Linked DNA regions of Mus musculus: region 2 is linked to region 1. The links are chromatin contacts, called in public Hi-C maps. All regions are on one chromosome and are shown on one strand. The core of a region is the stretch at or near the end of the contact, and the rest is flanking DNA. Distances in the headings are between cores, read along the strand shown.

Region 1 (6,239 bases), core at 2,661-5,160:
TACTGGCATTCTCCAAGTAGACTTAGCCATGAAACCCTCTTTTGAGGAATTTTCATTACAAGCTCACAAATGGTCTCTGTGTGAGACCCAGTGTGGGGAACCCTGGCCTCCAACTCCCTCATCTGGGTGAATGATACCTAGCACCCCTGTGCGTGTCCTGTGAGGAGATTACCACCTCAGCCCGTGGCGTCCTTTTCTAGGGGAATATGTGGAATCTTGACAATGTAGGTGGGCCAAGTCTGTTAAGGAGGAGATGTAAGGCTTAATTCCAAGTGGCTGGCTCGCAATCGGTTTGGGTATTGCCATCATTTCTGGTTGTGTTTAATTTAGATAAACGGGTCCTGCGTGGGATGTATGCCGGTGGTGTTGATTGCCAGCATAAAGAGAAGCAAGAGAGAGAGAGAGAGAGAGAGAGAGAGAGAGAGAGAGAGAGAGAGAAGCCTGTACCTGGTCCCTATGCCCGTACCTGGTCCCTATGTTCAGAATCTTCTGCCTTACCCTATCTTCACGATTCACCTGGCATCTCTGCAACTTAGTTTCCTTATCTGTAAGTCATGTGTACACAAAGTTGCCATGGAGGACTTCCGTGATGATTAGATGGGAGCCAATAAATGGACACAATGGACTCATGAAAGTTGTCCATCTGGCATGTGTGTGTACTCACACACGAGCCCCTGTGTATGTATGCATGTGGATCCCTGTGGGGTTATTGCAGGTGGCCAAGGAAAGCATGCAAAAGCTCTAGCCTTGAAGTGGATCCTGCATTCAAACCTGAGTCCATCACTAGCTGTTCCCCTGGAAAAGTTGCTGCTTACCTCTCTGTTTCTCATCCATCTCATCTTTAAAATAGGAGTCATGCCGCACACACTGATCTGCTACTGTTTCACAAGCTGAAGTCTCTGACAGCACCCAGCGCACAGAGGCAGGTCCTCATATTCTCTACTCCACCAAGTAGCTCTCCCCAAACCTACAAAGCCCACCCTCTGGAAACAAGGCTGTGAGAGCCAGTGGTACCCTGTCCCTGGAGAAGAGAACTTAAAACTCCATCGTGACCTCCGGGTGTCCATCCCTGGAGCAAGGCGGAGAAGGTTGCTTTTGTGTTAGCACCCTCTGTCGGGAGAGCCCGTGTCAGCACCAAGGACAGAGGATTAGGACCTGCTCACTCTTGCGGGCGGGCAGGCAGATAGCTGCACCTTGGCTGCCTAGAGGCTCACGGTTCCTACTGGACCTGAGCCCAAGAGAGAGGCGTGGTTCACTGTGACTCGAGAGTCTGAGTGCCAGGAGAGCAAACTGCAAGCACCGCCTCTGGCGGGCAGCAGTAGACATAAACTAAATGAAAAGCTTGTGGCTGCCCTGGGTGACTTCTCCTTTGCCTTAGTTTCCCAGAGCCCCCTGTTAACTGACTGTGCTTCCGAGTCACCTTTCTATGCAGCAGAAGAAAGGACTCCAGTGCTGTGGTTTATGGAGCCGAAGGGGCGGGGCTTTTGGCCGAGCTGGGAGGCGGGCTGTTGCTATTATCATTACCATATGGTAATAGGCGTGCTTTGGCAGCCTGGCCCTTCCAAGGGAAACCAACTCTGCACCAGGGCGGAGTAGCGTCACAATCCTGGATCTCTGAGAAGGTTCGTGGCTACAGCTTGCCTCTGAGCACCCACCGAGTACCAGCTTGAGCTCAGAGCTAAGGAACAAACCAACCAGTTATCCAACCTCATTCAGCCTTACATTCATTTTTCCATCCATCCAATACTCAGTGAAGACCTACTATGTGCCACGGGCCAGGGTGAACAGTACTTTCTCCACAGGGTAATGTTCAAGGACAGGGTGGATAGTGAAGATGATTTGGGAATAAAGGTGGGTCCATTAAGGTATAAAAAACTCCAGGCCCAAGATACTCAGCCGTGAAACCAGACTTCCCTGGTTTCAAACTTCTTTTCTCCTTTCCACCCTCTCCACTGACGCCATTCTTAGAGGACTCCGTGGAGACAATACCTTGGCCCTCTTTCCCAGCTGGTTAAGCTTGGGACTGATGGGTAGTTTCACCAATGACCTGCTCCTTTCAGCTCCTCCCCCAAGGACAGTGGTAGGTGGGTGCGGCCGGGAAGCCACGCCCACTTGGCCTTCTGAAGAACTCTTGCCTGTCCTCCTTCACCTGGCTCCATCCTGTTGCACCTAGACTCCAAGAGCATGGAAGGCCACACAGCAATGCATGCATTTCCTGTAAGCCTAGCCCAGCCCGGGAGGGGGGGCGGGGGGGCATCTGGGCTTGGAGCTCCTCAGCCAGGGAACCTCTCACACCGAGGGCTTAGAATCCTGGATAGCTTTTTCCTAAGCCAGAAGCAGAGAGGTGGGAGGGAGAGACTGGCAGGATCAGACAGGCAAGGGTTGTGCTCTTCCCTTGGCTTGCTTAGCGGGGGGTGGGTGGGGGGGAAGCTTTTTTTGGAGGGGAGGGGAGATGCCCTCAAGCTCACCCCTCAGTAGCTTGGGGAAGATGAGACTTGGAGGCGTAGCAAGGGGGAGTGGAGAACAGCCAGGGAAAGGATAAAGGCCCAAGACTCCAGTGTTCAAGCCAGATCCAGCCCAATCAGTCTAGCAACCAATTAGTCTGATTCAAAAAAAAAATACCCACGGAGGGACAAACTGTAATCAAACACCTATTTATAAGGGTTTATTACGATCATTATTATTATTTTACTAAGAGGATCCTTCTAAAGCCTGTCAGGTGAACGTATTCGCTCAGATCTAAATAAATGCAAATCGCTCCTTCCCTGGAGCAGGGAGGCTGAGCGACCCTGAACTGCAGCTAGCTAGCTAGCTGCCTTGAAAGGCCATGTGCTGACAAGGCTGCAGAGGGTAAGGAGGAGAGTGGGTCACTCCGTGGGGCATCCTGGCACAAGTCTTTCCTAGTAGCACCTGCCAGGCCATTACTCACTGCCCACCCCTCTCCCAAGGCCTGCAGCCAGTGGGGCTGCCAGTGTACCCATTGCCCGGCTAAGTAAACTGAGCAACAAGGATGCAGCAGCTTAGTAAAGATAGGGGAGCTGGGACTTCCCTGGAGAATGCAGCATAAGGAGACCTGGGTCCTGGTTTGGGGGCTCAGAGTCACTCTCTGGTTCTGCTGTTCATTCTGGAACTTGACGATCTAACTCCTGGTTCCACCACCCCCACCACCACCCTAAGAGCTAGGAGCACCTGCCTCTTCCTCACGTGGGAGACCCCACAGCCCAGGCTCAATAGTGCGTGAGCGATCAAAGCGACGATCTGACACAAGTTTCAACCCCACCCCGGTTCTCAGGTGGAGGAGCTGGGGTGTCAGCCCTGATTTTTTTTTTAAGGTGACATCTTGGTCTCAGAAGAAAAAGTCGATGCCTCCCTTGCCCGGTCCAGCCTGCACATACAATGCAGCTGTTCTGCGCGGGGCGCGGGCTGGAGGGTAGCCCTTATTTGTGGAACACTGAAGCTCTGAAGCCCCTAAGGACGACGTTCATAGGTGTCAAAGCAAGCCCTGAGGACCTACATCCCTCCGGGGAAAGCATCTCTCTCTCCTGGAAGGAGGAAGGGTGCTTGCATCCACCAAGCGGAGGAAAGGGGCGTCCAGGGACACGTCCAGGTGGAGGGGTGGGGAGGGCGATTCGGGTGGAGCGAAGCTTGGTGTGTGTGTATGGGAGGATGCAGCTCACAAGCAAGCAGTTGTGATGAGATGGGGGTGGGGGGAGCAGAGGGTAGAAGCCGAGAGGGAGGGGGGCGAGTTCTCCTCTCTGCAATAAATCGGCTTAGCGGACGAGAGCCGAACAGCCCAGAACGGATTAAAGAAAAGTCTGTAGAATACGGCAGCGAGCGCAGCGCGGGGGGTGGGGGGGGGCGGGGGCGGGGCGGCAGGAAAGGAGGGAGAGGAGGGGGCGCGAGAAGAGCGAGCGCGGGGCAGAGCGCGGCGGCGCGGGCAGAGCTTCGGCTCCAAACTCCGCCACTGCCGCCACGGATCCGACTCCGGCCGCCGTGGCCGCCTATCGCAGCCAACCAGCCGGGAGCAGCTGCGCGCCCCAGCCAGGTCCGGTGCAGCCCGGAGCAGCCAGTGCGTCTGGTGCAGCCCGGAGCATCCTATTACAGCCCAGAGTAGCCTGGTGGTGCAGCCCGGAGCATCCCGGTACAGCCCAGAGCAGCCCCGGGTAGCCTGGCGGCCGGGCTACAGTAGCATGGGGACCTCCCCTCGGCTCTCCTCGCCTCTCGTCACCGCCACGGCCGGCGGCCCGGGTCACAAGCGCTTCTGAGCCCATGGCGAGGGGACCCACCGCCGCCACTGCGATCGCTGCCGCCGCCGCCGCCTCGGCCAGCGCCGCCAGCTTCTGGACACCATGCAAGCTGCTCCAAGCCTCCGCCGCGCTTCCTGCCTGCTGCTCGCCGCGATTCTGGACCTGGCACGCGGTGAGTGTGCGGGCGCCCGCGGAAGCCCGGGGCCGGGGGATGCGCGCAAAGACCGAGAAGGGCGCGGGCCCGGATGGCTCTGGGAGTCTCGGGCTGTAGGCACAGTCCAGGAGGGCTTCCGTGCAGCGAAGAGAGGATAGATCTTTTGGAGAAAGCTCTCGTGGGTCTGTGCCAGTGGTGTGTGTGTGTGTGTGTGTGTGTGTGTGTGTGTGTGTGTGTGTGTGTGTGTGTGTGTCTTTGTTGGGTCTGTGAGTGTCCGAGAATCAGCTATGTTTGGAGAGGGCACGGGAGTACATTTAGATGTGGCTGTGTGATGGTGTGTGTGTGAGAGAGGTAACAGAGAGTCTAGATCAGTTGCATGGAGAGGTGAGAGAGAAAGTCTGAGTGTTTGGGGGTGTGAACTCCTTCAGGAGGGTAAGTGTGTGAGCGTCGCGGCATGTGGGAGCCTGTTAAGGAAAGGGTGTTTGAGGTGTGGCGGTTCACGCCGATCCCCGGTGTGCTGCCTGGTCTCTAGAGGGCTGTGTGACAGCCGGTGACTGTATTTCTGTTAGAGCTGGACAGGAGTGTACCCAGCTACACGTGGAAGTACAGGACTTGAGGTCCTAGAAGCTCTGGGTTTGGGAGCAGGTGCAGATCGAGGGAACTTGGGCAGGGAACTGTGAGCACATCTGGGGCTGGAGGAGTTTCAACAGTATGGCTCGCATCTGTGTGTGAGTGTGTGTGTGTGTCCCGCATGGGCTTGGTCATGGCCTAGGCTGAACCAGATGGAAGGAAACTGGAGCTCAAAGGCTTGCCCAGAGCCAGCAGTGCGGAGCAGTTCTAGAGTGTATGGTTAGGGCTACCTGGGAGGAGGGGCACCCTGCCCAGCGCCGCCCTCTGGTGGGTCTTAAATGATATGGAAGTCGAACTTGACGCCCCAGTGCCTTCCGGGCAGGGAACAGGGAGCAGATGCCAGCCCAGCAGGGCGGAGGCAGGGCCAACAGAGTCATAGGTGGGGGATTCCAGAGGGTGGGGGCGGGGGTGGGGGTAGGGGGTGGGGGAAGCTCCTTCTCCAGGTCAAGTCACAACCAACCACCGGTGTTGAAATCAGAGCGTGGCCACCCTGGGAGGTGGGAGAGTGGAAAAAGTAGGCATTGTCTCGGATGGAGCCTTGGCCTCTGTCCCATTTAGGCCGCGGTGGAGGGTCAATTCTTGTCCCGCAAACTGAGAAAAACCTATATGAGCTCTGAAATTGTCCTCCAAGGGGCGTGCCTCTAAAATAACCTACACCCTCCGACCGCCTGAGTCTTTGAAGAGAGAGCTTGGTCCGCTGATGGGAGAATTTGAGCCTTGGGAGGTGGTCCTGTAGGCAGTGGGGGAGGAGCTGGTGGAGACCCAAAGGAATGTCAGGCAGGTACTTTGTCCCTCCTACCCTCTCTGGGTGCCAATACTTTCTGAAGTATATTAAATCTCTCTGTAACTTTGGGGACAAGAGCTCCCCCTTTGAGATGGATGTCTCTAGAGGGAAGGATTCCAAGTGGGAGGCTCCGGGTTCCAGCGCCACCGAGAAGACGCTAGACGTTGTAGAAAGGCACGGGAGCCCTCACCTGGACGCTGCAGGGAGCAGGATTGGGGGTTGGGGCCCGAACGGGAAGCTCCCCTTCTTCTCAACCTGGGATGCACACGGTGTAACGAAGAGGGGGAGGGGAGGGGAAGAACCGGGTGGGAAACCCCGACTGCGTCAGGACCCCACCCTGCGAGCTGGCGCCTGAGCGGCTTGGCTGCGGAGAGCTATTCCGGCGCCCTGGAGCTTTGACTCGGCTCGCTAGCTTCTGCAGGCT
Region 2 (6,239 bases), core at 1,193-3,692, 55 kb before region 1:
ACACACGATTTTTTAATAGTTGATTCTAGAACCTCCCATTGTATATATTTTCAGGCCCTGGCTAGCCACAAGAAGTGTCGATGGCATGGTCCTGTGACCTTCAGCCTCATGGTTTCCCTCCCCCAGCCCCTGCGAGCAGACTCCCCACAGTAGCCTTCGAAGTTCAGCTGAACCAAAGTTATGGGCCAGGGGTCCAGACCACCGTTTAGACATTTCAGGGGACCTCATGTCTAGGGCTGGACCATCCGTCTTTGCTCTGGGTATTCAAGGAGACAATCAGAAACCCAGGTTCAGCTTGGGAGAGGCCACGTGCTCTTCAAACTCTTCCCAACTCTCATGCCTCCAAGTCCTCCCAGGAGCTCCAAGATTAGGCCACACTGCCTCCTGGCAGCTAGGTGCCTAGGTTCTCTGTCCTCCAGTGTTCTGTCCCTCTGTCCTTCCCCTCCTCCCTGCTCTCTCTCTCTCTCTCTCTCTCTCTCTCTCCTTCCCTGTCTCTCTCTCCCCCTCCCTGCCTCTCTTTTTCCCTCCCTTCTTCCCTCCTTCCCTCCCTCTCTCCCTCCAGGTCCCTCTTTCTGTCCCTCCATTCCCTCTCCTTCTCCCTCCCCCTCTCTCCCTCCTCCCTTCCCTCCTCCCCATCCCAGTATGGCAGTATACAGAGCCTCCTGCACTCCAGGCAAGCACTGTTCCACTGGGCTGCATCTCCAGTTTTGTTGCTTTTTTTTCTCTCAGTATCTCCCTAAGTTGCCCAGACTGACCTTGCAATCACCCTATACCCCAGACTGGCCTTGAACTTGAAATCCTCCTGCCTCAGTCTCCTCAGTAACTGAGCTGACAGACAGAGCTATCGGACTGTACAGGACCTGGTATCTTAATGTTTGGGCCCGGAGGAAAGAGAATTCTGGAGAATTTTGACCCCCAAGTGCAGCACCACAACTGAGTCTGACTTCCTGCATCTCATTACCATTTGGACTCATCCAAGTCTGAGGTCAGACTCGGAATTTCCATTCTCATCGTTGCTTTCATTTGGGGACAGAATGATGGCTCCCACCCTCACCGTGGCCACCGGGTGAACTTGGGTTTGCTACAAAACCTGTTCTTGCTCCCACTCTCGGCAGTAAGTGTCTTCCCCACTCCTTGAAGCTGCAATCTCTTTCCTGGGCAGTGTTTTCTTTATTTCCTCTCCACGATTCCAGCAGATCTCGCTGGAAATATACTTCTCTGCTATTAAAAGAAACCCACAGTTGCTAAACACATTGTACATCGTCTTTGAAGGCAAATGGCCTTGGGCTCCTGCGAGGATAAGCTTGCTAGTGGAAGTAAGGGACCCCTGTAATGGCCATTGCTCGGGACATACAGTCCACAGCCTCAGACACCTTCCCTGGGGTGCGGGAAGCCTGGGAGGGCAAGCAGGAGACAAAGGAGATAGTGTCTGTCCCAGAGGAAGGTCTCATTGCTGTCTGTCCAGCAACACCTCTGATGGATGCCCATGGGAGAAAAGAGGGAGTAGGGCGGGGAGGGCTGCCAGCCCCTACCAGGATGCTACCCTGGAATTCCTGAATACACTGACCCTGCCCCACCCCCACTCCCAGAACCTGGCCTCTGGTTCCTCTGGAGACAGGGAGGGAGACAATGCTTGCTCACCAAGAGCCGCAGGGAAGGACCAGGATGAGGACTTGGGGGACAGCTCAGTGGCTCATACTGGACTCTCAGCACTCGGGAGGTGGAGGCAAGAGGGTCTCAAGTCTGAGGCTAGCCTGGGCTACATAGTGACTACTGGGTCATCCTGAGCAACAATGTGACACCCTGATTCAACGTGCTTGCCCCCCAAAATGAAATGTTTGAGGTTATATGCTCACATCTGCCTGTCCCCCTCCTATGACCCTGCTTGGGGTTAGGGTGTCACACTGGCTGACATTGCCGGGAGCCCTACAGAGTGGAGGTTGTCTAGGGCTCTGTGAGTGTAGAGGGGAGAGAAACTGCTCACGGAGGGCCTGGTGTGATGGAAGAGGGAAGCTCAGAGCTCAGGCAGCTCCTATTCTGATGGAGGAACCCAGGTCCCTGACCTCCCAGTGGCTGGAGCTCCAGGCCAGGCAGAAAGCTCCATGTCTGGTCCCCGAGAGCTGCACTGTGCCGGAAAGAAGGAAGGGCTTGAAGGAGTTAGACCTCAAGCCAGAGAGGAGACTTCTATGTCTGCTTCATGTCACCACTCAGGTGTGCAGTCGGGTCCCATGACTGGAAAAAGCTGTTAGAATACTGTCTAGTCCTCTGACGCCACCTCCAGGGTGGCCTCCAGGTCTCATTCCTATCTCCCACTATCACTGAGAACTGATCTGTCTGTTCCCATTTCCCACCTCTGGTAGTGCGCGAGCGAGCCACACCTTCTGGAATGTGCCGGATCCCCATGGCAGGCAGGCTCCTGGCTTCTGCCGCTCCTCACACCATCCCTGGTCATGTGTGCACACCACGCTGGCACTGGCGCTGGCGCTGTCGAAGCGTCTGCTCCGTGCTTCTGCTTCCCCCGCTGCTGCAGATGAAATCTTGTCGCCTCTCAGGTCCCAATCCCCTACTTGGAGCTCTCTCCCTGACTTTTTCCATCATCCCCCATCCTCCTGGGGCTCTAGGTAGCAGCAGTTACACCTCCATTTAATAAACGACACCTGGGGTGGTTCACTCTCCCTCCTGCTCCTCCTGAGACTCCCGGAGCAAGCGAATGTGTCTCCATTGTTTACTGCCCTGCCCTGAGGCTCGGGTTGACACTGGCTGCGAAGAGCCCCAGGGGGATGCAACCTGCAGTTTGTCTGGTGGTCCAGAGGCTCCTCCAAGCAAACAGGTGGTCAGAGCCTTCTGGCCTTTCCTTGCTTTAAAGCAATGCTTGAAGACATCGTTCCCCAGAGAGCTCACTCTCCCTGTTTAGGTTAGGTCCCAGAAAACACATTGGAACTGCCACTTCCCTTCTCCAGAGTGAGCCAGCCCCCTTGCAACCAAGCAGCTTGGGAAATTTAGAGAGCCGGATTGTGCCACAAGTGGACAGCAGAGCTGAGAGCAGCAGTCTGCAAAACGGTCGTCGCTAAGAGAAACACGCACAGGCGCTGTATGCTCTGCCTCCCCACTGTCCCACCCCTGATAGACTGAAGAACGTCCTGGCATAGATCCCCCCCCAGCACACACACATACACACCCAAGGGGTGAGGCATGGAGGCACCTGACACCCACTAGGGGGAAATCTGAGTCTAGAAATATCTGCGGCAGAGGATTTGGAAATTTATGGAGCACGGCAGGTAGATCCCCAAACATAGCATTAAGTGGGGGAAAAAAAACCCAAAAACTTAAGGCACACAATGAGATCTATAGCCCAGTACAATTTATGTAAATTAAAACGCATCCCAACGATAAGCAACAGCATATATTTCACCAGAAGCATCCATGTCTGGGGATATAGATCGGGATGTTAGAATGGGATGGGGGAGGGAGGGCTGTGTGCAGGGAAGGGGATGGAACACAGCCAAAACAGAGAGGCAGGGCTGAGCATCGCCATGATCATGGTGAGGGTGAGGGTATAAGGCTGTACTTCACTAATTTAACAGTTTCCAAGAGACGGAAGCAACAACTGATACCTAGCCAGTCTTTCTTCCCTGGAGCCCAGAGCGGTTCCAGGACAGGGTTAATAAGGGTTCCCGGCCCTGGCATGGCAGTCTGACAGCTTGAGCCCAACTAACTTTTCCTGTATGTCCAAAGGGTGTCCAATAGCATCTCTGGGCTCTGTCCCTCTGATGTCTCCAGCCATTGGTTAATGTCCCCGAGAAGACAAATCACCCCTAGTCAAGAGCCAACCAGTTGGAATGAAGCCGGGCAACCTGTTCCAGGTCTTCCAGGAAAACAGCCCACACTTGTTGACAGAGACCCAGGCACTAAGAAACTGCACTGTGGGCTGGAGAGGTGGCTCAGCGGTTAAGAGCACTGACTACTCTTCCGAAGGTCCTGAGTTCAAATCCCAGCAACCACATGGTGGCTTACAACCATCTGTAATGGGGTCTGATGCCCTCTTCTGGTGTGTCTGAAGACAGCTACAGTGTACTTAAATATAATAAATAAATAAATCTTTAAAAGAAAGAAGAAACTGCACTATATCCACTGCCCCAGGGTCCTGTGCATGCTTAAATCAGGGCTCTGTGAAGACTCCAGTTACACGACTGCTCACGACTCCTTCAGTCCACAGCTTCATCTGCCTTGGGCTACTTCCTCCTTTTTAACCCTATGGTGCATTTATGTAGGACATTTGCATCTGAGATTACCCATGATTCTTGGGAGGACCCAGTCTCTGGAGGCTCAAGAGAAGGTACTGGAAGGACATTTCATCATCTCTACACTAGGTGGGGAGATGGGATGTGAACATCTCTTAGTCACAGGGCAAGGCAGGCAACCCGTGCTGATACGAGGCATGAATGGATCATTGTGGTGAATGAGGGAGACCCTGAGACTCTACAGGAATGGCTGTTGCTTCTGGGTAGGGAGAATGGGACAAAGTAACAGTCTAGCCCCACCCAGGCCTTCTGCATCAACACAGCGTGGTATGGAAGTTTTCTCTATAGGGACCACATCTTTCCCTCATCGGGAGGAACATTGAGGAGAGAGTCTTCCATAAACATCCAAGCAGCTGTTGGTGGGTGTGCTCCAACTTACAGATTCAGGAGCCAGGACATAGCAGGAACAAAGCGATGGCTGAGCTAAGGCTTCTGTCACAGCTCAGCACATCCTGCTCAGTGCTGCGCTCAGCCAGGCCAAATGCCCTGTGTGGGATGGTGTGTCGCTGGCTCCTTCCCTGCCTCCTTCATCAACCCCAGGAACCTCAGGGAGACCACACTGTCCACACAATACCCCATGCCACCCCTCGGTTGGTGAGCAAGCCTCTGGCACTGACTACGTGTGCACCCTTGACTGTGAACATCCTAGAGGAGGAGAATGTGACTGGCTCATCTCTCTGTCCCCAAGGTTCAAGTCCCACAAGCTGAGCTGATGTTGGACAGAGGCGTAAGCCATCCACACTATTCCAGTTGGCAGTCCACCTGTTACCAAAAGTTTCCTGGTCCCTGAGATGAGAAAGCATCTTGTATGGGACCTTCTGCCATGCTCTGGGTAACAGGAAGTATGGTACGTCATATGCTACCCTGTGCATCTGATCCCCCACCCCCAGTATACTGAGTGGCCCAGAGAGGGGCCTTATCTTACTGTTTCTTTATTTTTGGTGCCCAGAGCAGGAATTTTCAGATAGAAAATGCCCATGGATAGGCATATGGATAAGTGGAAGAATGGATGGATAGGCATATGGATAAGTGGAAGAATGGATGGACAAACAGATTGATTCATGGATACATAGGTGAATGGGTCAAGTAATAGATGGATTGATGAATAATGGATAGACAAATAGATCAATGGACAGATATATGTATGTGTCTACAGATGGGTGTATGTATGTATATGTACTGGATGGCTGGGTAGATGGATGGTTGGGTGGATTGATGGATGAATGGATGGGTAGGTGGATGAATAGATGAATGGATGGATGAATGGATGGGTAGATGGATGGGTATGGTGGGTGGATGGGTAGGTGGGTAGGTGGGTGGATGTATGGATAGATGGGTGGATAGATGGGTGGGTGGATGTATGAATGGATGGATAGATGGGTGGATGGGTGAGTGGGTAGATGGATATGGGTGGGTGGATGGATGGATGAGTGGATTTTTTGGCTGATGAAAATATAGACAAAAATCAGACAGATGATAAGATAGAAACATGGTTGGGTGGCAGCTTGGTAGTTTGGTGGGAGTATGGATTTATGAATGAGTGATCAAAGAAACAGATGAGTGGGTGGAGCCAGAGTGGCATTTGCATGAATGAGAAAGAGAGAGAAGGTTGGGGAAAAGTTGAGTGGTGGGCGGCCTTCAGGGTGGGTGCATTGCTAGTTTGCAGGGGAAGGAAGTTCGTATGGGTGGGTGGTGCAAATAGGGTGGGCGGATCCATACTTGCAGCTGGTGCAGTAATGGCGACACAAACGCACAGATGCTTTCCGGCTCCCAACACCTCACTCAGACTTCCTAAGTGAAATGGCCCTTCTGAACTCCTGTTTCGTCAAGTCCCATCCCCATCTCCCTTCCTCTCCGGCTCCCGTCCCCTTCCAAAGCTAGGCTATTGCATGCCAGATGGAAGCCTTCCCAGGAAGTTGGGCTCCAGTCCCTGCCTCT

The links. Hi-C and Micro-C count contacts between places; a contact is called where the count stands out from the background.
Region 2: a Hi-C map of cerebral cortex shows a contact between it and region 1, with 2.5 times the contacts expected there. The contact joins the enhancer-like site here to the promoter of Igsf21 in region 1. A contact is called at or near these places in 4 of 484 Hi-C or Micro-C datasets (cerebellum, cerebral cortex and forebrain), 4 of 115 datasets of contacts at active chromatin or transcription factors (SST interneurons, embryonic stem cells and forebrain) and 1 of 9 other capture datasets (adipose tissue).

What each region holds. Positions count from the first base shown.
Region 1 is chr4:140,244,482-140,250,720 of GRCm38.p6, reverse strand. It overlaps Igsf21 (immunoglobulin superfamily, member 21), which reads left to right and starts at 3,910. Exons shown (of 10, transcript NM_198610.2): 1 at 3,910-4,419. The coding sequence starts at 4,350.
Region 2 is chr4:140,298,089-140,304,327 of GRCm38.p6, reverse strand. No RefSeq gene overlaps it. Among named protein-coding and RNA genes, the nearest start is that of Gm33895, 22 kb to the left of the region's middle. Within about 2 kb of position 2,442, at least 4 of the 459 cell types and tissues checked have an H3K27ac peak or open chromatin away from gene starts, as enhancers often do. A contact at or near this core is called in cerebral cortex, where this site is marked.